Regions from separate parts of the Mus musculus genome. Here all the other regions are linked to region 1. A link is a contact called in public promoter capture Hi-C data. All regions are on one chromosome and are shown on one strand. Each heading gives the region's core, a stretch centred on a gene start, on an enhancer-like site or on the middle of the called end of the contact. The rest is flanking DNA. Distances are from core to core; before and after follow the strand shown. Region 1 holds the start of Cnpy4 (canopy FGF signaling regulator 4). Region 2 holds the start of Tmem120a (transmembrane protein 120A). Region 3 holds the start of Rasa4 (RAS p21 protein activator 4). Region 4 holds the start of Lrwd1 (leucine-rich repeats and WD repeat domain containing 1).

Region 1 (3,219 bases), core at 434-2,933:
GTACTTGGCTTTATAGCTTTTGTTGTGTTCTTCCTAAACGTGTTTGGCTGACTACCTGACCCCACCCACCTCTCTTTAGGGGCAGGTCTCCTATAGCCCCACTGGCTTCAAATTCACTAGGTAGACAACACTGGTCCTTTGGCCTCTACCTCCCAAGTACTGGGATTGCAAGCACATACCACCATGCCTGGCTTTACCTGTTTGCTATGTTTTCTTCTTCTTCTTAATAATAGTGATATAATATGTATATATATAAAATCACTCTAGATTAAATCTAAGACCTTCCACATGTTAAACAACCCTTCTACAATTGGGTCTCAGGCTCGTCTGGAATTCATCCCGTGGTCTTGATTTGGAGAGCCTCCTGCCTTTTACAGCTGTTTACCACCAAGCCTGGCTATTATTTCTTCTTGTTTATTATCCTTACCCCACCAGTAAACAAGAATATGTCTGTTATGTTCACTGACCTATCTGGTGCCTAGGGCATTGTTAAATATATGAATAAGTCTTTTTTTTTCTTTTTTTCTTTCCTTTTTTTGGTTTTTCGAGACAGGGTTTCTCTGTATAGCTCTGGCTGTCCTGGAACTAACTTTGTAGACCAGGCTGGTCTAGAACTCAGAAATCCGCCCGCCTCTGCCTCCCAAGTGCTGGGATTAAAGGCGTGAGCCACCACTGCCCAGCATGAATAAGGTGTAAGTGTTCACTAAATACTTGGTATAACAATTACCAAAATGAAAAAGACACAGACTCAAGCTTGGAGTTTACTCTGTGGTTAAAAGGAAAGGAGCTTGCCTGACACTGGACATGAAACCAACCTCAAGAGTGTTCAGAACTGAGTGCTAGGGACTGGTTCTTTTCATTCCAAGTCTTCTCAGACTTTTGTTAAATCTTGTCTACAGGAAATACAATTATTCAGCACATACTCTGTACCTGGTCGGGTCCCAGTCCTCTGTGGTGGTACCCTTGCCACTAAGGTTTCATAAAACACTCTAGCAGCCTCGGGAGTTTCTCAGATCAGTGGAAGCGACAGGAAGACTTCTTAGAGAAGGGATAACTTGAGCTATATCTTTACATCATTTTTCTCAGCTAGGGAAGTGATTCGAAGATTACCCGGGCAGCGCTACAGGAGGTTCACAAGCCACTACATCGCCCCACCATCCTTCCAGTGCAGTCACGCACAGGGTCCCCACGAGCACGGACACACAACCAACCGTCTTCTTCCCAGTCCTCACATGGGCCCTTTCAAAGGGTCTCCTCACGGATACACCTCAGACTTTCCCCCGCCAGCCAAGCACCGGGAGCAGTAAAAGCCTCTCACCGCTGCCAAAGCGCCGCTCACCCGGCGCTCGGCGCCATCTTGGCCCCGCCCCCTGACAGGAGTAGGTCCTGGCAGAAGCCAAAAAGTTATCACTGTTCTTCCCTATGTCAAAATAGACCATATCGTTTCACAGTCTGAAATTATATAAAAATTTCATTCTACGTGCATGTGTAAAGATCATATTACTCTATTCTAATTACTTCAATTTGTATCTTCATTACCCAGCTGTCAGGACCTTCAGAAGGCGCCACAAAACTGAGCCATCACGCTCCACCCACTTTCGGGCTGGCTCTGAGCATGCGCTGACCGTTCTATGATTTTTTTTTTTTTTTTTTTAAAGCTTGCTGCGGGCTTCGCCTAAATTTAAAGGGCCCGCTGCCTTCCAGAAGTTGGTCTGAAGGCAAAGGGTGGTTGTATGTGTGGACTGCGTTTTATCATGGGACCTGTGCGGCTGGAGATACTGCTTTTCATCCTGGCAGCGTACGGTGCTTGGGCTGAGGCGACAAAAGAGGAGGAAGATGACACAGAACGTTTGCCCAGCAAATGCGAAGGTACAGAAACGGAGTAGTTGCTATTTACATCTCCCTATCTACCTCCTGCCTCTCTAACTCTAGGCTGAATCAAATGGGCTAGGATAGATGGATCACTAGACTGTCTTGAAAGAGGTTCTGTTGGAGCTTGGTAACACTTGAATGGGAACAAGGGAGGGAAAGCAGGGTTAAGGTGGCACTACATTTCCCAGGTGGCATCCAGAAGGATCTAGGTTTTTCTTGCGGGCTTGGGCCCCAATGTATTGTGGGAATTGTAGTTCAAGAACCTGTAACGCTGGCTCTATGGAGCATCTTCCTCAGTCGTTTCTCTCCTTGTTAAAAATCTGGACAATCTGCATGGGTGGGGTGTAATACTCATTCCTTATAGGCATACTGAGTCCCGCCCTGGCAGAGACGCTCTTAAATTACAGGCCTGATGGCCCCCTTTAGGGGTTTTAAAGGTGAGTAAGTCCCCAGCTGAAGTTCATAAAGAGAAGATGAAGACACCACACCACTTAGAAGTTGCCCATCGGTGTGAGGCTTTGCAGATGGGGTGCACTGTAGGGATTTTACAACAAGCAGCATGGCCTCTGGCTACATTAGTAAATGCCCTCCCCCCAACCACCCCTCCCATCCCCAACAGGGAGGAAGCCAGGTCACTGAATAAATATCCTGTGGCTCCCTAACTCTAACTTTTTCTTTGGATTCATTATTGCTTCACTTTACACCCAACAACATGTTTTTATCATTGACACCCATGACTTGATTCTAATCTCTCACTTATTTTTGCATCTGTGTCCCCACTCTTCTGAGTCGGGGTGGGGGTGGAGACAGGGTTTCTCTTTATAGCTCTGGCTGTCCTGGAACTTGCCTGTAGACCAGACTGGTCTCTAACTCCGAAATCCACTTGCCTCTGCTGGGATTAAAGGCAGAAGTTAACTATATGAACCCCCTGTCTCTAGTTCTGACCTCAGAATGCTGGGATAGCGTGTGCCACATCACCTAACATTGCAGAGGTTCTTAGGATCTGAACTCAGGTCCTCAAGCTTAAAAGTGCTTTACTTACAGAACTGTTTTCCCAGACCCTAAGCCAACTTTGGAGTGAGGGGAGAGCTGTAAAAACACTTTTTTTTTTTTTTGAGACAGGTTTTCTCTGTGTAGCCCTGGCTGTCCTGGAACTCTGGAACTCACTCTGTAGACCAGGCTGGCCTCAAACTCAGAAATCCACCTGCCTCTGCCTCCCGAGTGCTGGGATTAAAGGTGTGCGCCACCACTGACTGGCGTATGTACACTCTTAGCTTTCATACTTTATTCCTCAAAGTGACTGCTTCAGACACACCCAGCGTCTCACAGTCAGTAAGTGGCCCCTGT
Region 2 (3,219 bases), core at 433-2,932, 2.4 Mb before region 1:
GGGACCTCCCAGAGACTGCTCCACTCCTGAAGCAAGCCAGGAGCTAGGCTTCTTCCTGTAATCTCAGACCCTCCGTGGTACATGTCCTCAACAACAGGTCAGTTGTCCCCAGCTCGGGTGGGCGTCTGAATTCTAAGTGGACTCTAGCCCAGTGGTTCTCGACCTTCCTAACACTGCAACCCTTTAATACAGTCCTCATGCTGTGCTGACCCACCCAACCACAAAATTGTTTTCATTGCTATTTCCTATCTGTAATTCTGCTATTTAGGTGATCCCTGTGAAAAGGTAATCCAATCTCCCTGAAGGGGTGGTGACCCACAGGCTGAGAACTGCTGCTCTCAAAGGGGCTGCCTAAACTCACCCCTTCCTTTCTCAGATCCTCCTACCTACCCAGCCTGAAAGAATGGAAATCAGGGATAGCCATGCTGCCTTCTACCCTGGCATTCCTGACGTTTCATCTCAGGTTAAAGGTCGTCAGGCTTCCCGCCCTAAGGCCAGTCCCTCCCATCCACTCCCCTCCTGCAAGCACCTTTGGTCCAAAGCTTCCCCAAGTACTTTGCCCTGGTGGGTGAGCCTTGCAAGTTGCAGCCTAAACGAAGGGCAAGGGGCAGTGTGGGGAAATCAAGGCAGGGGCTGAGGTCATCGTGGTGATGGCAAAACTGGGAGACATGGAGCTGTGTAGGTCTCTAGGGAGAGTTCTAGTGCCAGCGTTCTGGGGAAACCTGGACACATGAGGCTAGGCAACAGTCCAATAGAGGCAAAGGTCTAACCTAGTCTCCTATTGGCCAGGCTCCACTATTTAGGTCTGTTTCTCATGCCAAAATAAGCTGCCGCATCCTCCTCAAACTCTAGCATGTGCCACCTCTGCCCAGTGACAGCCTTCCAGGAAGCATTGGTTTCCTTCTCTCTGGTATGGAGACAGAGTGGCCACAAACAACACCATCCTGGGATGGGAGGTTTTCCAGTGGTCGCTCTACCAATCCAGGAGGTCCTGGTACAGTCTGCCCCGCCCACCTCTCCCTACAAGAAAGAGCCACATGTACTGGGCCTCTTCTTGTCCCTAGGTGGGCGCTGTCCCTCCGTCTCAGATGGCTGAGATTTCCCCAACCAGGCCCGAATTTTACCTAAACTTGCTTCCCTGCGGCGTTCAGCAGAGTTAGCCAAGGGCGGGGAAGGCGTTGTCCGGCTGCAAGTTTGCAGGGTAATTGACCCAAAAGGCTGGGCCCCGTTGGGTTCTGCCTCGGGTGACTGCTCTTTAGGAAGGGGACTGGGTCCCAGATCGGGTAGCAGTGCAGGGGGAGGGGCAACAGAAGAGTCCTGATCAGTTTTCAAGGCCTTTGCACAAAGTCGAGATATCCCGGCACAGAGGGATCCCGCCCAGGCACGCCGGGGACGCGCGGGCAATCCGGGCTCCCATCAGACATTTAAGAAGAAAAGTAGGGGAGAGTCTCGACCCCTGACCCCTCCGAGCTGCCTTATGTGTGACCTAGTACTGCCTGACCCTTGTCCCCGAGACAGAGACGTGGCTCGGGGCTTGGATGGCCGCAGGGACGCTCACCTGGATACCTTGGAAGTCCTGCTGCAGATCCTCCCAGTTGCGCAGGCAGTCGCCCAGCGGGTCCGGGGGCGGGGACTGCATGTCTTTGTCCACGCCACTGGCCGCGGAGAGCCGCGAGTGGGGAGGACGGAGCTGCAACCCCGGCCGGCCGGAGAAGCCTCCGCCACCGCCCCCGTCCGCTTCCGGGCTCGCGCCGCCGTGACTGCCAACGGGAAAAGGCCCGGCGTAATCTGCGCGTGAGCCCCGCCCCTAGGAGCAGCCAATCAGAGCCAGGGACGAGAGCTGGGCGGGGACATGGGCCCGCAGGGCGTCTCCTCGAATTGAGACCAGAGCTGGGCGGCCAGCATTTTTACCCGAGAAGTCTGCTTCCTCGGACCACTCACAAACCAAGGAGACACGTGCTTCTAACACTTTGAAATTTTTAGATAGTGTCTCACTATGTAGCTCAGCCTGGTCTGGAACCAAGAAATACCCCTGCCTCTGACTCGCCGCGTGCAGAGATTAGAAGCGTGAGCCACCTCATACTCTTCATACACTTTTGTCCTTGAGAAGCTGCGCCTCTCTAGGGACAGCCTTCGTCTCTCAGCTTTTACAGATACTCCTTTCCTGGCCCTGAGTCCTCCAAGCTCTCCTCCGTCCTTAACTTTTAGGCTGCCTCTCCTAAACTTCCTACCGTGTCACTTCCGAAGCCTTACCAGTGCGGTTCAAGTTACAGACTCGGTACAGAACTTGCCCAGCATGCTGGAAGCTCAGAGGGCAATTCACCCAAGCACCACACAAAACATCAGATGCAGTGCGGGGCAGTAGTTAAAGGCAGCGCACGCCTTTAATCCCAGTACTTGGAAGGCATAGGCAGGTGGATCTCTGAGTTCGAGGCCAGCCTGGTCTACAGAGTGAGTTCCAGGACAGCCAAGGCTACACATAGAAACCCTGGCGGGGGGATGGGGGTGGGGTGGGGGGTGGGCCGGGGGGGATCAGATGCAGAGGCGCATGCCAGTGATGCAAACATTTGGAAGGTGCAGACGGAAGAATCAGAAGTTCCTGGTCACCCTCGCCAAGGACACGCACTCACTCTACCTACCACCCACATCACACCCTACATTCTTCATCAGTCCCCTTGTAAGCGCCTCCACCCGGACTTGTTCTGAGTCTGAGGAAGAGCTTTTGGGACTTGTGGCCCATGAGGGGGCGCAGCAGGTAAGAGTGCCTGTGGCCAAGTCTGGTGACTTCAGTTTGATCCCAGGACCCACGTTGTGAAAATAGAGAATCGGTTTCAGCAACGTGTTCTCTGACGTCCACACAGGTACCATGGCACGCCTAGACATCTAGAATAAAGCTGGAGAGAAGCTCGGCTTACGAGCACTGGCTGCTCTTACAGAGGACCTGGCTTCAATGCCTAGGTCTACATAGTAGTTCACAACCATCTGTCACTCCAGTCCCTGGCGATCCAATACCCATCTCTGGCCTTCACTGGTACCAGGCCCACATATGTGGTGCATAGACATATATGCAGGCAAAAAAAGAAGTGCATGCAAGCAAGGCACAGTGCATAATTTTAAATATGGTGTAACAAAAACATGGAAGATTTTGTGGAATTTGGGGGGTTTGGGGATGTGGCTTAGTTGGCGAATGCCTACTTGCAGGAAGGCTTGGGTTTGCTT
Region 3 (3,219 bases), core at 523-3,022, 2.1 Mb before region 1:
AAGTCACTTCTCAGTGATCTTATAATCTTTTTTTTTTAAGATCTATTTATTATATTATATGTAAGTACACTGTAGCTGTCTTCAGACACACCACAAGAGGGCATCAGATCTCATTATGGATGGTTGTGAGCCATCATGTGGTTGCTGGGATTTGAACTCATGACCTTCAGAAGAGCAGTTGGTGCTCTTAACCACTGAGCCATCTCTCCAGCCCGATCTTATAGTCTTTAAGTAACATACAAACAATAATTCCTTGGGGGTACTTTTGGCTATTTTATTTTAGTAGAGAGTGAGATCCCCATCAGAGACTAACAAAGCTTGGTGTTTTTGCCGAGGACCAGAGTTTGGTTCCAAGCACCTACAGTAGGTGGCTCCAATTTCAGGGGGAATCTGATACCCTCTTCTGGCCTCCAGAGGTACTGCATATGTGCACATAGCATAATAAAATCTGGTGGAGTGGTGCTGATGACGCACCCCTTAATTCCCAGCACTTGGAGAGGCAGAGGCGAGGGGAATCTCTGTGAGTTTGAAGTCAGCCTGGTTTATAGAGTTCCAGGACAGTCAGGGTTACTCAAAGAAACCCTGTGTCAAAAAAAAAAAAAAATCTGTATGTATGTCTGTATCCCCAATGGAATCTTATTTTGGGGTAAAGAAGAATAAAATGATGTCACTCGTAGCAGAATTTTTGACCAGGACACTCAAGGACCTAGGTTTGGTCACCAGTATGGGCAGCGATGGCGGGCTGGAATGCAGATCTAGGGCTAGGTAAGTATGGTTCACTTGCTAAACTGCTTTGCAAGCAGAAGAATCACTCGTTCCCAGGACTAATGGATAGCTGGGCATGGTGTTGAACTCTTGTAAAGAACTCCAGAAGTGGGCAAGATGGAGAAAGGTGGATCCTGGAGTCTCACTGGCCAGCCAGTCTAGACTACTGGGGAGGTTTCAAGCCAATGAGAGACCTTGTGTCTTACAAGGTGGGGCAGAGGAGATGGGTCAGTAGAAAGACTCCTGCCCAAGTCTGATAATCTGAATTTGATCCCTGGGACCCATTTGGTGAAAGTAAAGAAAAGATTCTTGCGGGTGTCCTCTGATTTCCACTTGGGACCACAACATGTAAGCCACACCCTAATCAATCAGCCAATAAAAAACAAAAATTTTAAAAAGGTAGCCAGAGCCTGGAGGTGGTGGTGCAGGCTTTTAATCCCAACACTTGGGAGGCAGAGACAAGTGAATCTTTGTATTCGAGCCCAGCCTGGTCTGTAGAGAGAGTTCTAGGACAGCTAGGGCTACACAGAAAAACCCTGTCTCAAAAATAAATAAATAAACAAATAAATAAATGGTGGACGGATCTTGAAGAATGAAATCGGAGGGTGATCTCTGGCCTCTACCTGCACACCTGAACACACACGAAACCACAATACAAACACGCCCCAAACAATCCTGTTTTCCAGATTTGATGTCCTCAAACTTTCCCAACTGCCTGAGTCTTCACATCTTTCCAGGTCTGTCACAGACAAGTTACTCCCAGCGTGCGGCCATTAATGGATTTGCAGCTATGCTGCACACCCAGGTCCCTCCGTGAGCCTGGGCTCTCTCTCTGAGAATCGAGAGCACCAGGAGGGATCCTGGTGGTGGAAGAATCTCCGGGTGCCAGCAGCTACACTTCGGGGCAGGCCCCGCCCGCCCTCCCTTCCAGGTGGCCAATGAGGGACGCAAGCCGCATAGGCCGCGCCCATTCTGGGCATCCAGGACGCTGATTGGTCCTTCCATGCAGTGTCTCCCCGCCCCCGCAGGAGGGGCGGGGAGGGGTGAATGGAGTAGCGGAGATCCCTCAGCCCCAGCGCTCCCCTCTCTGGCCTCCGCACCCGCCTGCCTGCAGCGCCACTCGCACTGTTCCCCCTCCTTACCCCGAGAGGGGACCCATGAGTCCGAACCCCTCCCCGCCAGGCCTCCACGTCGCCGACCCGCAATGGCCAAGCGCAGTTCGCTGTCCATCCGAATCGTAGAAGGGAAAAATCTGCCCGCCAAGGACATGTGAGTAGTGGGTACGGGTGGTGGCCACCCCAACTTTGATGGGATCCCCTTTTATATACTTGACCTTTGCGGGGGGTCCTTAGGGCTTCCCCACAAGGAGAGCAGCGGAGAGGATGTGGCGTGTACAGCCACGGAGGGGGACTGGCTACGAAAATGGGGACAGCGAGATTTGCTGTGAATACCTGACAGAGTGGAGGGGCAAGCTAGAGGCGGAGGGCTAGAGACAAGGGAGGGGCTTCTCCACCTGGGAACAGCAGGAAGCCAGGGCTCATAGGGGGGCAGGAGTTTTAAAAGACTGAAACTGGCACTGGGATGGCATCGCAAGAACTGCCCAGGGTGTGGCTGAAAGGGGCGGAGTGTCCCCCCCTCTCTCTGTAGTTTGGGAGTCCATAACAACCCCAAGAGTTGTCCGCCGGACTTGTTCGCTATTCGCTATTCATTTGGGCAAGGCATGCAGGTGTGAAAAGTGGGGGTGGGGGTGTAGGTCAAGGGGACAGGAGGGATGCATAGAGGCAGGATTTAGAGTCTCCCTTGACTTTGCCGGGCCTCTCCCTTTAATCGCTCCCTGCAAGGCATTTCTCCTCGGACCACTTTACAGATTAGAAAACCGATGCCGACAGACAGGAAATGTTAGCTGGTGGTGTCAAAGCAAGGTCGTGAATCTAGGGCTCCTAAAATGCATTACCGTCCTTCATAAAGCTTCCTCTAATCCATCGCCAGATTTGGGGAGCTTTCGGACACCCCTTTGTCACACTGTTTTTAGTGAGTTCCCGAGGTCAACTGCGTGACTCCTAGAACGTGTCTCGTGGCTTTCTTATGTCCTCATTTGCAAAGATTCAGTTTCCCTTTCTGGACCCAAGTGCTTGAAATCCTAGTGTCGGGGAGAAGCCACGATCATAAAACCGAAGAAAGGGCGGGGCAGAGGCCTAGGGTTCAAAGTGCGCTCCGGGTCCCGGTGGGTTTCCTGGCTACAGAGAACTGAGAATTGGGGAGGTGTGTGTGTGTGTGTGTGTGTGTGTGTGTGTGTGTGTGTGTTCATCTCTCCGGCGGGCAGGCGGGCTCTCCCAGCACTCTCAGTGCCAGGAGCGGTTCCAGTTCAAGGCCCCCTGGGCCTGAAGAGGCCAGCTCAGCAGTTGCCATGGCAATGGGGAGGGAGGAGGGTGGGCTGACTTAAGGTGGGTTTCT
Region 4 (3,219 bases), core at 237-2,736, 2.1 Mb before region 1:
AGCGAAGGATGCGCAGATGGGACAGGCCCAGGTTAGCAGGCAGCGTCTCCAGCAAGTTGTTAGAGAGGTCAAGTTCCCTCAGCTTCTTCAGGCGCCCCAGGAGATTGGGATCCAAGTGCTCTGAGAGCAGCTGCAGCCCCGACAGACTGGGGTGAGGGCAGAGAGCAAGAGAGCTGAGGGAGCGGGCCAGACCCTCCCATTAATTACCCCATCTGTCCCAGAGGGATTTCCACCAACAAAGTTCTTGTGCAAGCATGAAGCTTGCTTTAGACTTGGCTAGCCTGAACTATGTAGACTAGGTTGGCCGCAAAACTCAAGAGATCCCATCCTACACAACTCATTGCGTAGTCCAGGAAAGCCTTGAACTTAACTCTCCTCCCCCTACCCACGTGCTGAGATGACAGGCATGTGCCACCCCTTGGGAGCTGTTCAGGTGTTGATAGGGATGGAACCCTAGGGATACTCAGGCTCTGTGCATGTCTAGTAAGCAATGTAGCAACTGAGCTATGCCAACTGTTCTAGCCTTCTCACTTCCTAACTTACCTTTCTATGTATTACAGAGTGTCTATGTATCTGTGTGTGGTGTGTGGATAGGAATGGGCACAATCAAAGCGTGATTAAGGGGGTCATGGTTTTAGGGAGCTGCTTTGCTCCACTGTCTGGGCCCAAGGGATTGAATTCAGGCTTGATGACAGACAGGCACCTTTATCTGCAGATCATTTCTGTGGCCCATCTTCCCTCCCTTAAAGAGTACTTTGTTGCCGGGCAGTGGTGGCACACGCACGCCTTTAATCCCAGCACTTGTGAGGCAGAGGCAGGTGGATTTCTGAGTTCGAAGCCAGCCTGGTCTACAGAGTGAGTTCCAGGACAGCCAGGGCTACACAGAGAAACCCTGTCTCAAAAACAAACAGGCAAGCAAACAAACAAAACAAAATGACTTTAGAGCCCAAGACTTCCAAGTTCCTTCTTGTTTTTACTAGTTCCTGCTAGCCCGTTCCGTGCTACACAGGATCCCTCAACATCCCTTAGTATCTCATCAGTCTTTCCACTCCGCGCAAGGCTAAGGGCGTTCGCTCCAAGTTTATCTGACGCCGGGCGTTGGCTGCCAATCTCCCACATCTCCGTTTGGCGCGAGATTCGACTGGGGCTCGAATCCCGGATAACAGAATAACCCGGGCAGGAGGAGGAGACGGAGGGGTCTGAGCCTTGCATTCCGCCCATCAAACCACCCTGGCGGGGAAGAACCCCACGCCCCGGATCCGCTTCAACCCCACATGCTCTTACTTCAAACTCTGAATCTTCCCCAGCTTATCCGTCTTGGGTCGCCCACGTTGCAGGAGCAGTTGCGGCGTGAGAGGAGCCATGGGTGGCCGAGGGCTCAACCGAACCCGCGCCTCCACGAAGTCCGGTCGCTAAGGCCCGCTGCCGGGGAGCCCAGGAGGTGGCGCACAACAAACCCTTTGCGAGTCCGTTGCGACCGGAAGGAAGTAGAACGCCAGCCTTACGCCCCACCTCCTGCTTCTGCGATGACTACAACTCCCAGCGGCCCCTGCGTCTCGCGCCTGCGCTCTTAACTGATCGGAGGACGCGATGGCGGCGGCGGCTGAAGTTTCTCTTTTGCAGGAGTGCGGCTGTAAGGGCATCCGGACCTGTCTTATCTGCGAGAGACAACGCCACAGGGACCCGCCCTGGCAGATCTGCCTTCAGGTACGGACTAGGAAAAGAGTCATAGCCAGAAAATCTATTCATCTTAATGGGAAACTAAGGCCCAGCTTGCCTGTAAAACAGCCAAGGACCAAAGCCTCGCGGTAGGTGAGTTGTTTGGAGCGCTTATATCTTCAATATTCACAAAACCCAAAAGGTGGACCAAGTGCCATCGGCTGATTAATGGAAGGGCGGGGAAATGCTGGTGCACGCCGAGATCTCTGCATTTGAAAGGCAGAGAGGCTGGAGAACGGACCTCAGCCGCCCAGCAGGTTTTAGGAGTTACCTTGGCAGTAGGGAAGCGGCTGTCACACATCATCTCTGTGACTTTGGGGGGTGAGGGGTGGGGGTGGGGGGCAGTGGTAAATAACTTGGACTGAACGGGTCTGGTTTTGAGTGAGCTTCCGGAGCACAAGGGAGACTGCATGGAAATGGTAGGGAGTGCTGAACACTAGGCCGCCTGTATTAGACAGGGAATGAGCGACTTAAGACAGCACAGGCAGCCGGGCAGTGGTGGCGCATGCCTTTAATCCCAGCACTCGGGAGACAAGAGGCAGGTGGAATTCCGAGTTCGAGGCCAGCCTGGTCTACAGAGTGAGTTCCAGGACAGCCAGGACTACACTACAGAGAAACCTGTCTCCAAAACAGGCTTTGATTTGGGGGAAATTTTTTTGGGAAAACAAACCTGTATGAATCAGCTTTACAGCCGGGCAGTGGTGGTGCATGCCATTAGACTTAGCACTTGGGATGCAGAGGCAGGCAGATCTCTGTGAGTCCCAGGCTAGCCTGATCTACATAGGGAGTTCCAGGAAAGCCCATCTTGAAAAACAAAAACAAATCTGTCTTACAAGATACTAATAGGATCAGGAGTCAGGTAGGCCAGGAAGAATGTTAAAATGTTTCCCTTCTAGCTCTCTGTTGACCAGGCTAACACCTTCCATCAAAATGGGCAATGGATGGATGAATGAATGAATGAATGAATGAAAAATAACTTCAGAGCATTTGTATGGCCCTGGCAGTGCTGTAGCAAGTTGCTGGGATGCATAGCCAGGGGAATGCTTGAGTAGAGGCCTGAGATAGGAGCTGTGGGTGGCTGAGGCGACAGACACTTAAAGAGATCAAAGGGGCCTGAGCCAAGTTTTTTGTTTTAGTTATTTTCTTTAGTTAGAGGCCCCAGGGCGCCCCCTCCATAAGCTAAGATTGCAAGCATATGTCACTATGTCTGGATCATGGCAGCATTCAGAGTGACCAAACACCCAAGTGTTTATTATATCAACTGGTGAACTGAAGAGTGGGCAGTGTTGGTGCTGGCTTGAGGGAGGTCAAAGATATCTACATAGCAAGTTTCAAACCAGACTAAATAAAAGCCTGTCTCGACAGGAAAGAAAGAGGCAAACCATAAACTAATAAGAGATTTTTAAAAATCTCGGATATCCATGCAGTAGATATAACCTTAGAAAGGAAGGAAATTCTGACGCGAGTTCCATATGGATTCACCTTGAAGATGTGCTGCTA

The links. Promoter capture Hi-C pulls out the DNA fragments that hold promoters and counts their contacts.
Region 2: a promoter capture Hi-C map of pre-B cells shows a contact between it and region 1, with 2.5 times the contacts expected there. The contact joins the promoter of Tmem120a here to the promoter of Cnpy4 in region 1. A contact is called at or near these places in 2 of 39 promoter capture datasets (liver and pre-B cells).
Region 3: a contact with region 1 is called in a promoter capture Hi-C map of liver, with 4 times the contacts expected there. The contact joins the promoter of Rasa4 here to the promoter of Cnpy4 in region 1. A contact is called at or near these places in 2 of 39 promoter capture datasets (liver and pre-B cells).
Region 4: a contact with region 1 is called in a promoter capture Hi-C map of liver, with 4 times the contacts expected there. The contact joins the promoter of Lrwd1 here to the promoter of Cnpy4 in region 1. A contact is called at or near these places in 2 of 39 promoter capture datasets (liver and pre-B cells).

Annotation. Positions count from the first base shown.
Region 1 is chr5:138,185,852-138,189,070 of GRCm38.p6, forward strand. It overlaps Cnpy4 (canopy FGF signaling regulator 4), which reads left to right and starts at 1,684. Exons shown (of 6, transcript NM_178612.4): 1 at 1,684-1,869. The coding sequence starts at 1,734. It overlaps Taf6 (TATA-box binding protein associated factor 6), which reads right to left and starts at 1,375. Exons shown (of 15, transcript NM_009315.4): 1 at 1,319-1,375.
Region 2 is chr5:135,742,490-135,745,708 of GRCm38.p6, forward strand. It overlaps Tmem120a (transmembrane protein 120A), which reads right to left and starts at 1,683. Exons shown (of 12, transcript NM_172541.2): 1 at 1,559-1,683. The coding sequence starts at 1,639.
Region 3 is chr5:136,082,144-136,085,362 of GRCm38.p6, forward strand. It overlaps Rasa4 (RAS p21 protein activator 4), which reads left to right and starts at 1,773. Exons shown (of 21, transcript NM_133914.3): 1 at 1,773-2,034. The coding sequence starts at 1,970.
Region 4 is chr5:136,134,588-136,137,806 of GRCm38.p6, forward strand. Lrwd1 (leucine-rich repeats and WD repeat domain containing 1) reads right to left here and starts at 1,487. Exons shown (of 15, transcript NM_027891.4): 1 at 1,285-1,487; 2 at 1-146. The coding sequence starts at 1,364. It overlaps Alkbh4 (alkB homolog 4, lysine demethylase), which reads left to right and starts at 1,558. Exons shown (of 3, transcript NM_001347492.1): 1 at 1,558-1,707. The coding sequence starts at 1,591.